3 separate regions of the Sus scrofa genome follow, and regions 1 and 2 are each linked to region 3. A link is a contact called in public HiChIP or PLAC-seq and promoter capture Hi-C data. All regions are on one chromosome and are shown on one strand. The core of a region is the stretch at or near the end of the contact, and the rest is flanking DNA. Distances in the headings are between cores, read along the strand shown. Region 1 holds the start of NUDCD3 (nudC domain-containing protein 3). Region 2 holds the start of BLVRA (biliverdin reductase A). Region 3 holds the start of YKT6 (YKT6 v-SNARE homolog).

What was found. Promoter capture Hi-C pulls out the DNA fragments that hold promoters and counts their contacts. HiChIP or PLAC-seq counts read pairs in DNA pulled down with a chosen protein or histone mark.
Region 1: a contact with region 3 is called in a promoter capture Hi-C map of liver, with 2.7 times the contacts expected there. The contact joins the promoter of NUDCD3 here to the promoter of YKT6 in region 3. A contact is called at or near these places in 2 of 5 promoter capture datasets (fetal skeletal muscle and liver) and 4 of 47 Hi-C or Micro-C datasets (heart right ventricle, skeletal muscle and subcutaneous adipose tissue).
Region 2: an H3K27ac HiChIP or PLAC-seq map of alveolar macrophages shows a contact between it and region 3. The contact joins the promoter of BLVRA here to the promoter of YKT6 in region 3. A contact is called at or near these places in 1 of 47 Hi-C or Micro-C datasets (heart right ventricle) and 1 of 2 datasets of contacts at active chromatin or transcription factors (alveolar macrophages).

Annotation. Positions count from the first base shown.
Region 1 is chr18:50,756,097-50,760,526 of Sscrofa11.1, reverse strand. NUDCD3 (nudC domain-containing protein 3) reads right to left here and starts at 1,458. Exons shown (of 6, transcript XM_003134880.6): 1 at 1,064-1,458. The coding sequence starts at 1,255. It overlaps NPC1L1 (Niemann-Pick C1-like protein 1), which reads right to left. Exons shown (of 19, transcript XM_005673340.3): 19 at 2,851-4,430.
Region 2 is chr18:51,183,673-51,187,590 of Sscrofa11.1, reverse strand. BLVRA (biliverdin reductase A) reads left to right here and starts at 2,098. Exons shown (of 8, transcript XM_003134889.4): 1 at 2,098-2,258.
Region 3 is chr18:50,969,185-50,973,233 of Sscrofa11.1, reverse strand. It overlaps YKT6 (YKT6 v-SNARE homolog), which reads left to right and starts at 1,850. Exons shown (of 7, transcript NM_001244914.1): 1 at 1,850-2,441. The coding sequence starts at 2,338.

The DNA of each region.
Region 1 (4,430 bases), core at 209-2,708, 210 kb after region 3:
CATGCAAGCGCTGAGGAAAGCAGCACCTGACCAACCTGAAGCTGTGGAACATTCAAAATCACTTTACAAACTGTAAAGTGCTAGAGAAGACATCACCGCCATGTCTACCATCTCAGGTTCCCACCAACAAGCTCAATGCTTGCCTGAGCAGCTGCTTTCAATCCCATCAAAGTCCCGCCTCCCCTACTAAATTTTTCATTTTCAAACCGTCATTTCTGCTCCTTCCCTTCTCATGGACTCTGTCACATAACTGGCCTTGCATAGTTCTTGGTCACTTGTGTTTTATCTCATTAACTATAGCATCAGTAGCCCAAGGAGAAAGACGAGTATTTAACCAACCACATTACCAGTGCACCACCAACGCCTGTGGCAGCTGAGAGTATAAATACAATCCGCACATAAATTCTTGTTTATTACATTCGCGTACCCAGTCAACTTCAGGGAACAAGTATTACCAGCCCCTCGAACATACGATCGATTTAACCTGGGATATACTCAAACGTAAACTTATTAACTACTACCATGACTGTCTTTGACCTGAGAAATCACATTCCAAACAAGCGGACAACACCCATCAATAACCACAGTCTCCGCTCCACCTCTACTCTTCCATGGTAGGGTGTGCAGGTCTCTGTGCTACCGCCGCCTTCCCGCGTCCAGCCTGCACTGTTTTTATTTCCTAACTGGCAGGCCCTGGCACATCGAAAGATTACGCGCTGCAGGAGACACCGGGACCCTGAGCATCTACTGCTTCTGATGCCCAAGTGCACCCAGTGTCAGACCAGGCTACTCGAGCGCTAGCCCCTCTCCCGCAGGAGTAATCTGATATTCCATCCGCCTCCCGGGTGAAGCCGCGGCCCAAGGAGGCGGGTCCGAGCGCCAGAGGATGAACGGAGGCCGGGAGCGCAGAGAGCGGCGGCTCGCGGGGCTCTTCGGCTCCCGCGGGGTTCAAGAGCCACGGGGACTCGGCTGGCGGGAGGGGGGGACGGGCTGGCGGGCGGCGGGGGCGGGCTGCCACGGCTCCCCCAACCCCACCCGGAGCCGCCTGCCCGCCGCGCGTTACCTGCAGCACCAGCGCCTGCGCGGCCCCCGGCGGGAAGCCCATGCGGTCCGACGGGTGGCGCAGCAGGCGATAGAAGTCCGTCTTGCGATAAAGGAAGCCGAAGAGCACGCGCAGAAAGTCCTGGACGTTGCCCACGTGCTGCAGGATGCCCAGCAGGGCCTGGTCGTATAGCTCGGCCGCCCCGGGCTCCATGGCGTCGCCGGCCGGAGGGACGCTCACTCACTGCGGGCGCGGCCCGGACGCCGGCCTACGGCCACTTCCGGTGCCCTGCGGTAACGGCTCCGGCTGCCAGCGCGCCCGTGAAACTTCCGGTCCGCGCTGGTTCGCCCCCCGCCCCCCCGCCCGTGGGGCTGAGCCCGGCTGCGCCGGAGGGACTTGCCGCAGGCCCCGCCCCCAGGGCGCCGTGGCGGCCTGGGGCTGTCGCCGAGGGGCCGCTGTGCGCCGCGAAGCGCAGGAGAGCCTGGGGCGGCCGAGCTGCGGGCGCCTAGCGGCCATGTTGGCAACGGGCGGAAGAGGTGTAGTGTGGGCAGTGTCACCTGATCCTCGGCATTGTCACCTGGTCTGCGGGCCCGTTCCCGACTGGGTGTCCCGAGCCCCAGGTTACGGGCGGGACCACACGAGCCGAGAGCCTTTTGCTGGCGCGTCAGAAGAGGAAAATGCCAGCGTGCGGGTGGTATGTGCCCTGTTAATGACAGAGCCGTGGGTGAAATGCGTTGTGATGTGCCTAAATCAAAAGAATGTAAAGTGAGTGCATTCGCGCATATTAAATGGAAAGAGCAAGGTGCAGAATCATCTGGTGTGCCCTCCTGTGAAATACACCTATATGTACATGTGTGTGTGGTATGTCCCTGTGTATGCATAGTATACGTACGCACAGCATGTATATGTATCCTAGGTGTGTGTCAAAGCATAATCTTAAAACAGAAAACATAACCCTCGGACAAATACATAATGAACACATGTCAAAAATTTATACAGTTTAACTGAGTAACCAGTGTTTGGAGAAGCTTTTGGAGAAACTGGGTATTTATAAACATTTTGAAAAAAACAGTAAGATTGCCAGGTTGGATACAAAGCTGGCTGGTGTCCTACAAAATGATGTGGATTATCTTTTCTAGTGGATAGAGATGACTTGCATCTCTGCTGGCCTGAAATCTGCAAGTTAACACATATCTTCATAGTGTATGGGCTCTAATGAATTGTAAATAGTCAAGCTCGGATAAATTGTCCTAGAGCAGTGGTTCTGAAACTTTTCGAACATAGGACCCATTTACACTCTTAAAATTTGTTGAAGGAGTTTCCTTTGTGGTGCAGCGGGTTAAGGATCCTGAGTTGTCGCTGGAGTTGCTGCTGTGTCAAGGGTTTGATCCCTGACCCAGGAACTTCCACATGCTGAAAGCAGCCAAAAAAAAAAAAAAAAAAAAAAAAAAAAAAAAAAAAAAATTATTGAAGACTCTAAAGAGTCTTCAGGGAGTTCCTTTTATGGCCTGTTTATGCAGTGGAAACGAATCCAACTAGTATCCATCAATCCCTGGCCTCGCTCAGTGGGTCAGGGATCCGGTGTTGCCATGAGCTGTGGTATAGGTCACAGATGCCGCTCGGATCCTGCATTGCTGTGGCTGTGGTGTAGGTCAGCAGCTGCAGCTCCAATTCGACCCCTAGCCTTGGAACTTCCATATGTCTCAGTGCAGCCCTAAAAGGCAAAATAAATAATCTTCAGTATATTATGTGGAGTGGACTATGCTTATCAGTAGTTACCATGTTAGAAATTAAAACTAAGAAAAAAATTAATATTTATTTAGGCATTTTAATAACCATAAAAACACATTACATGTTAACACATTTTCATCAAGAAATAATGTTCTTCAAAGCAACAAAAGTTTATGAGAAACATAGCATCCTTTTAAATTTTTGCAGATCTCTTTACTGTCTAGCTTAATCTTGACAGCAAGATTCTTATATCTGCTGCATTCACTTCAATGCAATATGTTGTTTTGATTGAAGTATAAGAAACCCAGTCTCACACAAACAGTACTTTAGTTGCCTTTTCAAATAAATGTGAGTATTATTCTTGGAAACTAAACCAAAATTTGACAGGTTGTAGTTTCTCGAAGGTTAGTTGCAATATGGAATTCATATCAATAACGTTCCCTATTTTGTCACATGTATACCTATTAGTCTATTCTATACTTTGTTTTATTTTTTACATATATACTTTGAATTGATCTTTGTTGGTTCACAAACTAGCCCCCATACACACAGGGCAAGGAGAGACTTGAGAAAGAGGCAGACAGCTTTGTATTGGTAGGTAGTATGTTTAATAAGCAAGGGAAATTACTTACGAGGCTTGCCCTAGGCAGCCAGAAGACCAGTAGATCTCGGCACCCACCTGCCCGAATCTTAGAAGTATATACAGAGACCTTAACTGGGTTCAGTCACGTACACTGTCCAGATGGTTTCAATAACACCTTACTCTCTCAAGGCCGTGTCCCTGAAAACAGCGCCCACTGTGGAAACAGTAGGCAGAGCACACATTACAAGGATGGGGAAGGGGTGAAGAGGTTCCCACTGCCTGAGTCCAGCTCAAGGGTCAACCAGTGATCATGTTTTTTTGGGGGGAGCGGGGGGGAGTCTAGACCCACGGCATATGGAAGTTCCCAGGGTAGGGGTTGAATCAGAGCTGTAGCTGTGGGCCTACACCACAGCCACAGCAACACCAGATCTGAGCCAAGTCTGCAAACTAAACCACAGCTCACAGCAATGCCAGATCCTTAACCTACTGAGCAGGGCCAGGGATTGAACACGAATCCTCATGGATATTAGTCAGGTTCATTACGTCTGAGCCACAGTGGGAACTCCCAGTGATCATTTTCTCTTGATTACCCCTCCCAAAAATCTTCTACATGAGTGATTTTTGTACCACCACAATGGAATGAAGAATGTGACATAAGAATCTACATGGATTAAAAATGTATGAAACAAAAGAAGATTTGTAAAAAAATTTTTAAGGAAAAATAATTTAATAGCAACTTCCCTCCAAAGAGCAGAGTGTGGAAACAGCAGCAAAATAACTGTACAGAAGGGATGCCTGGCAGACACAACCTCAGGCAGGTGATCAGGGGCAACATCACAGCAATGAGTCATAGTGACAGCAGGCGCCCTTGACACAATGTGCAGGGAACAGTACTCTGCCACCGTGGTTTCCCTCCCCAAACCCATCCCCCAGTCCGAACAGGAGAAACGCCAGACACACCCCCATTTGAAGGACATTCTGCAAAATGCCTGCCCCCTTCTCAACTGTCCGGGTCATCAAAAAGAGGAAAAGGAAAGTCTGACAAACTGCCACAGCCCAGAGGAGCCTACGTAG
Region 2 (3,918 bases), core at 849-3,348, 210 kb before region 3:
TTTCTCTGCTCCACTTTGGTTTGTTTTGGCCTCACTGTGCATCGGACACGCAGACTTGGGATAACACACACACCGTATGATCCTACTTACCTGAGGGAGTTGCAGTAGTCAAAATCATAAAAAAAGAAAGGGAATGGTGAATACTAGGGCTGGGGGCAGGGAATAATGGGGAGTCATTTTTTAAAAAGAGTATAGAGCTTCAGTTTCACAAGATTGTAATAGGAAAGTGTTAGAAACATCGAGAGAAGAAGGAGGCAGAGACCAGAGCAGGGAGCTCTAGAGCAGGGGAGTTTATCAAAGGACAGAGCTAGGAGGAGCCCTGAGCAGAGAGAACTCAGGATCCCCTGAGCTTAGGGAGCAGCTAGTTATATATGGCAAGGGGTAGTTTCTGTTTTTAGCAGAGCTTCCTGATAGAGTAAGAAACAGGGAAGATACAAGTTCTATTGTTACAATTTAAGGGTTTCTCCAGCTATTCTTGTCTTGCAGCTTTGTGTTTCATTGTATACACTTACCCCCTAACAGAAAGAACATAGCTCTACCTCAACTCTGTTCCCTTTACCTTTGTGCTTTGTGCCTGTGCTTAGTCATGCTGGCTCAGCAGCTTTTGTAAAAAGGATGTTACCTATGGCTTGAAATATTCAGGATAGCCTATTCTGGGGGCTCTGAACTTGAAGAACCCATTCATATAGAGATTAAAAAGTTGCGGAACAGAGACTAACAACAGAGTCTTGGAGGAGGTTTATAGGAACTTGGTGAGCCACCTACAGTGGACAGCCATAGGAAGTGTCCCTCACCAAGAAGTTTGAAACTAACCATGCTCCCTCACCTTGCGTTTAAAAGTGCTTTGCTGAGGGAGTTCCCGTCGTGGCGCAGTGGTTAATGAATCCGACTAGGAACCATGAGGTTGCCGGTTCGATCCGTGGCCTTGCTCAGTGGGTTAAGGATCTGGCGTTGCCCGTGAGCTCTGGTGTAGGTTGCAGACGTGGTTCGGATCCCGCGTTGCTGTGGCTGTGGTGTAGGCCGGAGGCTACTGTCTGATTGGACCCCTAGCCTGGGAACCTCCATATGCTGCAGGAGCGGCCAAAGAAATGGCAAAAAAGACACCCCCCTCCCCCCAAAAAAGTGCTTTGCTGAAGCCCCGCAAAGAGTTAGGGAGTTTGGGAGCACCAGTCTCCTTGCATGGCCCTGCAATAAACCTTCCTCTGCTGGAAACTCTGATCTTTCCGTTTGTTTGACCTCACTGTGCACCAGGAACACGAACTTATATTTGGTAACGAGATAAAAGCGCTTGTGGGGATGGATAGTGGTGGGTTTTGCACAATGTGAACGTATTTAATGCCGCTGAACTATACACTTAAAAATGGTTAAGATGGGAGTTCCCATCATGGCTCAGTGGTTAAGGAGAACCCGACTAGCATCCAGGAGGACGCAGGTTCCATCCCTGGCCTCGCTCAGTGGGTTAAGGATCTGGAATTGCCTGTGGGGTGGTGTAGGTTGCAGACATGGCTCGGACCCAGCGCTGCTGTGGCGTAGGCTGGCGGCTACAGCTCCGATTTGACCCCTAGCCTGGGAACCTCCACATGCTGCAGGTGCCACCCTAAAAAGACAAAAGACAAAAAAAAAAAAAAAAAAAGGTTAAGATGGAAGTTTTATGTGTATTTTCACACACACACACACACAGAGCCCTTCGCTGCCTGTTTTCCGGGGCACTGGGGCTCCTAACCCAGAAAGGATCTAGTGGGTTCCATGGGGCAGGAGTAGAGCGGAGCAAGGGGCTGCTATGCCCACCACTAAGAGGACAGAGCACACCATGACTGGCCTGCGAGGCTGCTGAAGGCCCCGAACTTGGGTCCAGGGCTCCCTCTCCCCTGTGGACGAGAGCCCTGGGCCCACTCGCCCGGCGGAGCAGAGCGCAGCGACAGGGCACGAGCTGGGCGGGATACCCGAGCGGGGAGAAGGTCCCAGCCAGCCCTTCGAGTCCCATTGCGCCAGAAGGTGCTGGGGCCACGCCCTCCCAGGAGGAGGCTTGAGGCGGGACCCCGCCCCTCACGGCCCCGCCTCCCCCTCCCCCCTCCCCTCTCCCCCGCCCCTCCCCTCGCCCCTCCCCTCGCCCCTCCCTCTGGCTCCCCGACCCCGCGCTCCCCCGAGTCCTCCCGCCCAGCGGCCAATCCCGGCTGCGCTCCGGCCTGTTCTCTGCGCGGTGGTGGCGCCGAGCGCGGAGACTGCCCGGCGAGCTCAAGCTTTGTGCTCAGCGGCAGGTAAGGGCGCGCGGGGGATCGGGGTCGCGTAGAGCTTTGCTAAAACCCTCAGGCCGAAGCGTGAAAACCGCTGCCAGCCGGGGACCCGGTGCCCGATCCGCTGTCCTGCCCGAGCTTTCGGCGCCGTCCACCTCGCCCCGCCCGGGCCCGTCGCCTGAACGGACGATCGAGAGGCTTGGCCGGCCGGGGATCGCGAGGTGCTCTCCCAGAGAAGGCCTTTCTCAAGTGGCAAAGACCGACTGTTCAAAACATTGCATCTGTATTTCACTCGTAAAGTGGTTATGGTTTTGGGTGGGTGCTACGCGTGGTGCGGCGAAGTCTCGCGGCGCTGCCCCGGCATCTCCAGCCCGGATGAGGGTTCGGCCCGGCGGGGAATCGGAGGACCGCGCAGGCTGGGGTTCTGGCCCTCGGTACAAACCCTGCACGGGTCACTTAATCTCTCCTGGCTGCACTGTCCTCTTTGGAAACTGGAAAATGTTACGAATTTCATTTGTTGTGAGGGTTACATGAATTACGTGCACTCTGAAAAAACGAAGGTTGAGCTGCCCCCAGCAACAGGATAATCTAGACAGAGAGGTATTTCTAAGTACTGATACCCTGAATTGTTCTGCAAAGACAGTTGGCAGCAAAATCACGTAGAAGAGTAAGAAATCATATAAATATATATATAACCACATATTGGGTGCAGAGATCACGTAAAGCAGGAGAGAAGTGGTGGGGGGAGTAAAGTGGGATCTTTCTGTGAAAATGGAGATGCTCCGTATTTAATTAATTTACATTTAAGTAGCCAGTGTGTCTTACAGGACAATGCAGACCTGTGTTGTTTTTGGGCTTGAGTCTCAGATTTGTCTCTGTGAAAGTAGTCTTGGTCGGTTGCTTAGTTCTTGTCATTTGAAAGCAGAGTAGATTCGTTCATTCATTCATTCTTCAAATATTAATGGACTTGAAGAAGCAGAGCCATTTCTTGAGATTAGCTATAAGGGCAATTTTCTGTATTTCATGATTAGAGCACCCTGATGTATTGCCATGTAAAAGACTGTTCAGTTGAGGAATTGGGGCTGGCAGGGACGGAGCCAGTGGATATGGCATCATTTATAGCTTTTTTTTTTTTTTAAGGGTTTTGAATAATTTTCTAAATGTTAACCAGCCTTTATGGAAAAAATTTAAAATATGTAGATACGCAAAAAGAAACAAAGTCACTAAAAAAATTCCACCACTCAGAGACATAATGAAAGTTACTATTTTTTTTTTTTTTTTTTAGGGTTGCACCTGCCGAATATGGAAGTTCCCAGGCTAGGGGTCAAATCCGAGCTGCAGCTGCAGGCCTACACCACAGCCACAGCAATGCCAGATCCTAGCTGAGTCTGCGACCTACACCACAGGTCATGGCAACACCAGATCTTTAACCCACTGAGCAAGGCCAGGGATCAAACTCACATTCTCGTGGACACTAGTCGGCGGCGGGTTCCTTACTGCTGAGCCACTTGGAGAACTGCCACAGTTACCATCTTGATGTTATATTTCCAGGCTTTTGCCCCATGTAGCCATTTTATTTTCCCTGGCACAGGCCCTAAAGTATCCAAAACCCTCCAAGGAAGGAAAATCCAGCCTGGGGGTGAGTTTCTTTTTCCTTAACCCTTGGACCTCTCAGGCCAGCACT
Region 3 (4,049 bases), core at 601-3,100:
GGTTTGTGGCAGGGCTGGGACTGAATCCAAGTTGGGGTGACAGCTGGAGGGACGGAATGGAAGGTGGGTCTTGCTTCTGAGAAAGATGGATGAACGTGGGGCGTTTGTAACCACTTTGGCCAAGTTAGTTTTTCTGGGGGGATGGAGGCTGAGCAAGGGTGAGAGGAGGGAGAGAGCTGCTAGGGTGGAGCTGGCTATGAGTTTGTTATGTGGTTTCGTGTTGGTATGTGCGTCTTACTAGCGATCTCCTTAACCTGGGTCTCAGTTTCTATGTCTCTAAGGTGGTATATCGTCCTCTGTTTTTGTGAGGATTAAATGAGGTAGTATATAGGAGTTCCCGTCCTGGCTCATTGGTTAATGAACCCAACCAGTGTCCATGAGGACGCTGGTTTGATCCCTGGCCTTGCTCTGTGGGTTAAGGATCCGGTGTTGCCCTGAGCTGCAGTGTAGGTCAGATCCCATGTTGCTGTGGCTCTGGCGTAGGGCGGCGGCTACAGCTGATTCGACCCCTAGCCTGGGAACCTCCATATGCGGCCTGTGCAGCCCTAAAAAGACATAAATAAATAAGGTAGCATATAGGAAGTGTTTGCTATAAGGGAAACTACTGTTATGTGTCAAGTGAATACATTTAAATATATTCCAACCAAACGCTGTCCTCCTGGTTCCTCCTTTTGTACAAGTTTTGGGGCAAAAGAAAAGGGGCCTGTTTTCCTCAGAAACGGCTCTCGCTCGCCCCCTATCGGGCAGCGGTGTCAGCGCAGTTAGGATAGGACTACACTGACGGCTCTCCACCATCCAGTCTTCTTGTGACACTGTCTAGTGTGCTGTCTGTGGGTAGCTGGCCTGGCATTGGCCAAAGGCTGTTCTTGAGGTTTGGTACCACAATGAAGGAGATGTAAGAAAAATCCCTTTCCATCCTTTGCACTTGGAAATACCCAGGGAAGAGGGTTGGGGAGGAAGGTGCTGAGTGAAAGGGCAGGTGGTGGGAACTTCCTTCAGCCACAAGAATATCTAGAGCAATGGTCCTCTAAACCACTGCTCCCCAGGGCGCATTTGGGAATGTCCAGAGACATTTTTGGTTGCCCAGTGGCGGGTGGAATGCTACATCTAGTAGGTACAAGGCCTAAGATGCTGCCTACAATGCCTGGACAGCCCCCTAACAACAAGAATTATCCAACCCAAGATACCAATAGCACCGAGGTTGAGACACCCTAATTTAGAATGTTTAGAGGGATGGTGTTGATTTTTCAAATGTACCATCTCTTTCCCATCATTTCAGATCTGGCTGCTTCTAGCATGATAGTTGTAGAAGCTTACTGCCAACTTCCAAAGAAAAGGTCCCTTTTTGTGTGTGTCCTTCAAGATGCTTTCTGATTACCATTTAATAAACAAGAAAAGGGCAAGAGGCGGTACCCCTAGGGAACGGAGCCTCATTTATGGCCATCCACGGAAAAAAGCATTATTTTTACATCTCAAGCAAAATGACTTTACACCAAGTCACTTTACACCTGCCCCTTTTGGGGTGAAGCGGCCCTGCTACTCGGTGAGGTCAGCAGTTTGGCTCTCAAATCAGTGGTTAGTCTGACAACTGGTTTCACAGGTGGTGGGGCAGGCCCGGGAGCCTTCACCCCTGCAGGGTTGTGCTCAAGGGTCTTGTGTGACCAGGGATTTGCTCCCACGAGGGCAGGAGGAAGGCCTGGGAAGGGCATGAGCGGAATCAGATCATCTGAAAATGAGAGGCATGCCTTTACCTTCTGGCAGGAGCCTGTAGAAGAAAAGGTTCCTCCCCTTTACTCAAAAGGAGATCTGATTTACAAAACAGGTACCGGGAAGGCGGTTCGCCCATAAATCAAAGTCGCCCCTGTAGGGTGCACAAAGCACTGGCTCGTGGGTGCTGCTCTGGATCTCACTGCTCGGAGGGAGGACGGTCCTGGGGGACCCTGGACCCCCCGAGAAGACTCAGAACCAACCAGTCGGAAAAGGGACGGCCGTCGGAGAGGACGATTGCAGGAAAAGGCTAAAGACTGCGGGAGAAAGAGCCGGGCGGCCCAAGACAGCCCCGAGAGACCGCGGCGAGCGCACGCGCACGCGCAGCACCATGCCCCGCCCCTCGCTCACGTTTCCGGCCGCCCCTCTCTGCATCCGGGGCACGCAAACTCTTCGTTAAGCCTCAGGCGGCCGCCCCGGACCGGAAGCGGAAGTGAACCCCGAGCCAGGGGGAGGAAGCCGGTGGCCGACCCGTCAGCAGCCGGCGGCGGTCTCGAGGGGCGGCGCCGCCCTCCTCCCTGCGAGCCGGTCCCGCGGCCGGGCGGGTGGCCGGCCCGAGGCCTCGGCGCCATGAAGCTCTACAGCCTCAGCGTCCTCTACAAAGGCGATCCCAAGGTGGTGCTGCTCAAAGCCGCGTACGACGTGTCCTCCTTCAGCTTCTTCCAGAGGTCCAGGTGAGCGGGCCTGGGCGGGGATCGCCGGGCCCGGAATCGGGGGAGGCCCGCGGCTCGGCCCCCCGTAGCGGAGCCCAGCGGCGGCCTCCTCCTCCGGCTGTGGACTGTGCCTCTGAGGAACCCTTCTCCCTTCGACCTCGGAAGGCTTTCTGCACCCCGCTCCAGGGCGGGCTCCTGTAGGATTTCGGTCGCGTGAGAAGTAGAACGGGGCTGTGAAAAAGTGCAGATTCCCCAGGTTCACGCCCAGACAGTCCGAACTAGTAGGTTGAAACCCAGAAGTCTCTGTTTTAAGCCCGCAGCTCCCGCTCAGTAGTTCTGACCCGGGAAGCTTGTGTGCCACGCCTCAAGAGCCACGTTTAGACGTTCCGGTGGGGCTTTCTACCCTCCTCTCGGAGAGAGTGCTGTACTCTCCCGTCGAGTGAATGAAGTCACTGAGGCCCCAAGCGATGATGTCGAACCAGCCAGGACTCACCAAAGTTACATGCTCTTTACGGTCCTCTCTATGGTTTGGGAGGACGCGTGGGATTTGTAGGGCTTCCAAGCTTTCAAACATTTGTGAGGCGTGTAAATGCAGTAAGGTGGGTATTCGGAGAACCACAGACACTTCCAGCCGGATTGTGGGGGGGTGGGGGTGACTCAGGCGCAAAAGGAGAAGGACCCGACGGAATCCAGGTCTGTGGTCACCCAGTCCCCAAGTCTGGTAGAATCTGCCGTCTGGATTCTGTTTTCATTCTTTCAGTGCAGTTGTCTTCTTCTTCTTCTTCTTTTTTTTTTTTAGTGAAAGTATAGTTGATGTACAGTGTGTTGCCAGTTTCTGCTACACAGTAAAGTGACTCAGTCGTACACATATTTTTTTTTTTTTCAGTATTATCTTCCATCATGGTCTATCCCGAGGGGCTGGGTATAGTTCCCTGTCCTGTACAGTAGGACCTTATTGTTCTTCCGTTCTAAATGTAATAGTTTGCACATCCACTAAGCCCAGACTCCCAGTCCATCCCCTCCCCCTCCCCTCCTGCTGGTCAGTCACACGTCTGTCCTCAAAGTGTGTGGGTCTGTTCCTGTTTTGTAGATGAGTTGCTTTGTGCCATACTTTAGATTCCACATATAAGTGATATCATACGGTCTTTGTCTTTGTCTTTCTGACTTAGTTCACTTAGTGTGATATCTCCGGTTGGATCTCTGTCTCTGTGAATGGCAATACATTTATGGCCGAGTTGTATTCCATTGTATGTATGTGTGTATATATATACCACATCTTCTTAATCCATTCATCTGTCAGTGGGCATTTGGATAGTTTCCCTGTCTTGCCTACTGTGAACAGTGCTGCTATGAATACAGGGGTGCATGTACCTCTTTGAATTATGGTTTAGCCTGCATAGCTGCCCAGGAGTGGGATGGCTGGGTCATACGGTAGTTCTAGTTTTAGTTTTCTGAGGAACCTACATAGTGTTACCCATTGTGGTTGTACCAACTTACATTCCCACCAACAGTGCAGGAGGGTTCCCCTTTCTCCACACCCCCTCCAGCATTTGTTATTTGTAGACTTCCTAATGGGATGGTATGAGATGGAACCTCGTAGTTGTGACTTTCATTTCTCTAGTAATTAGC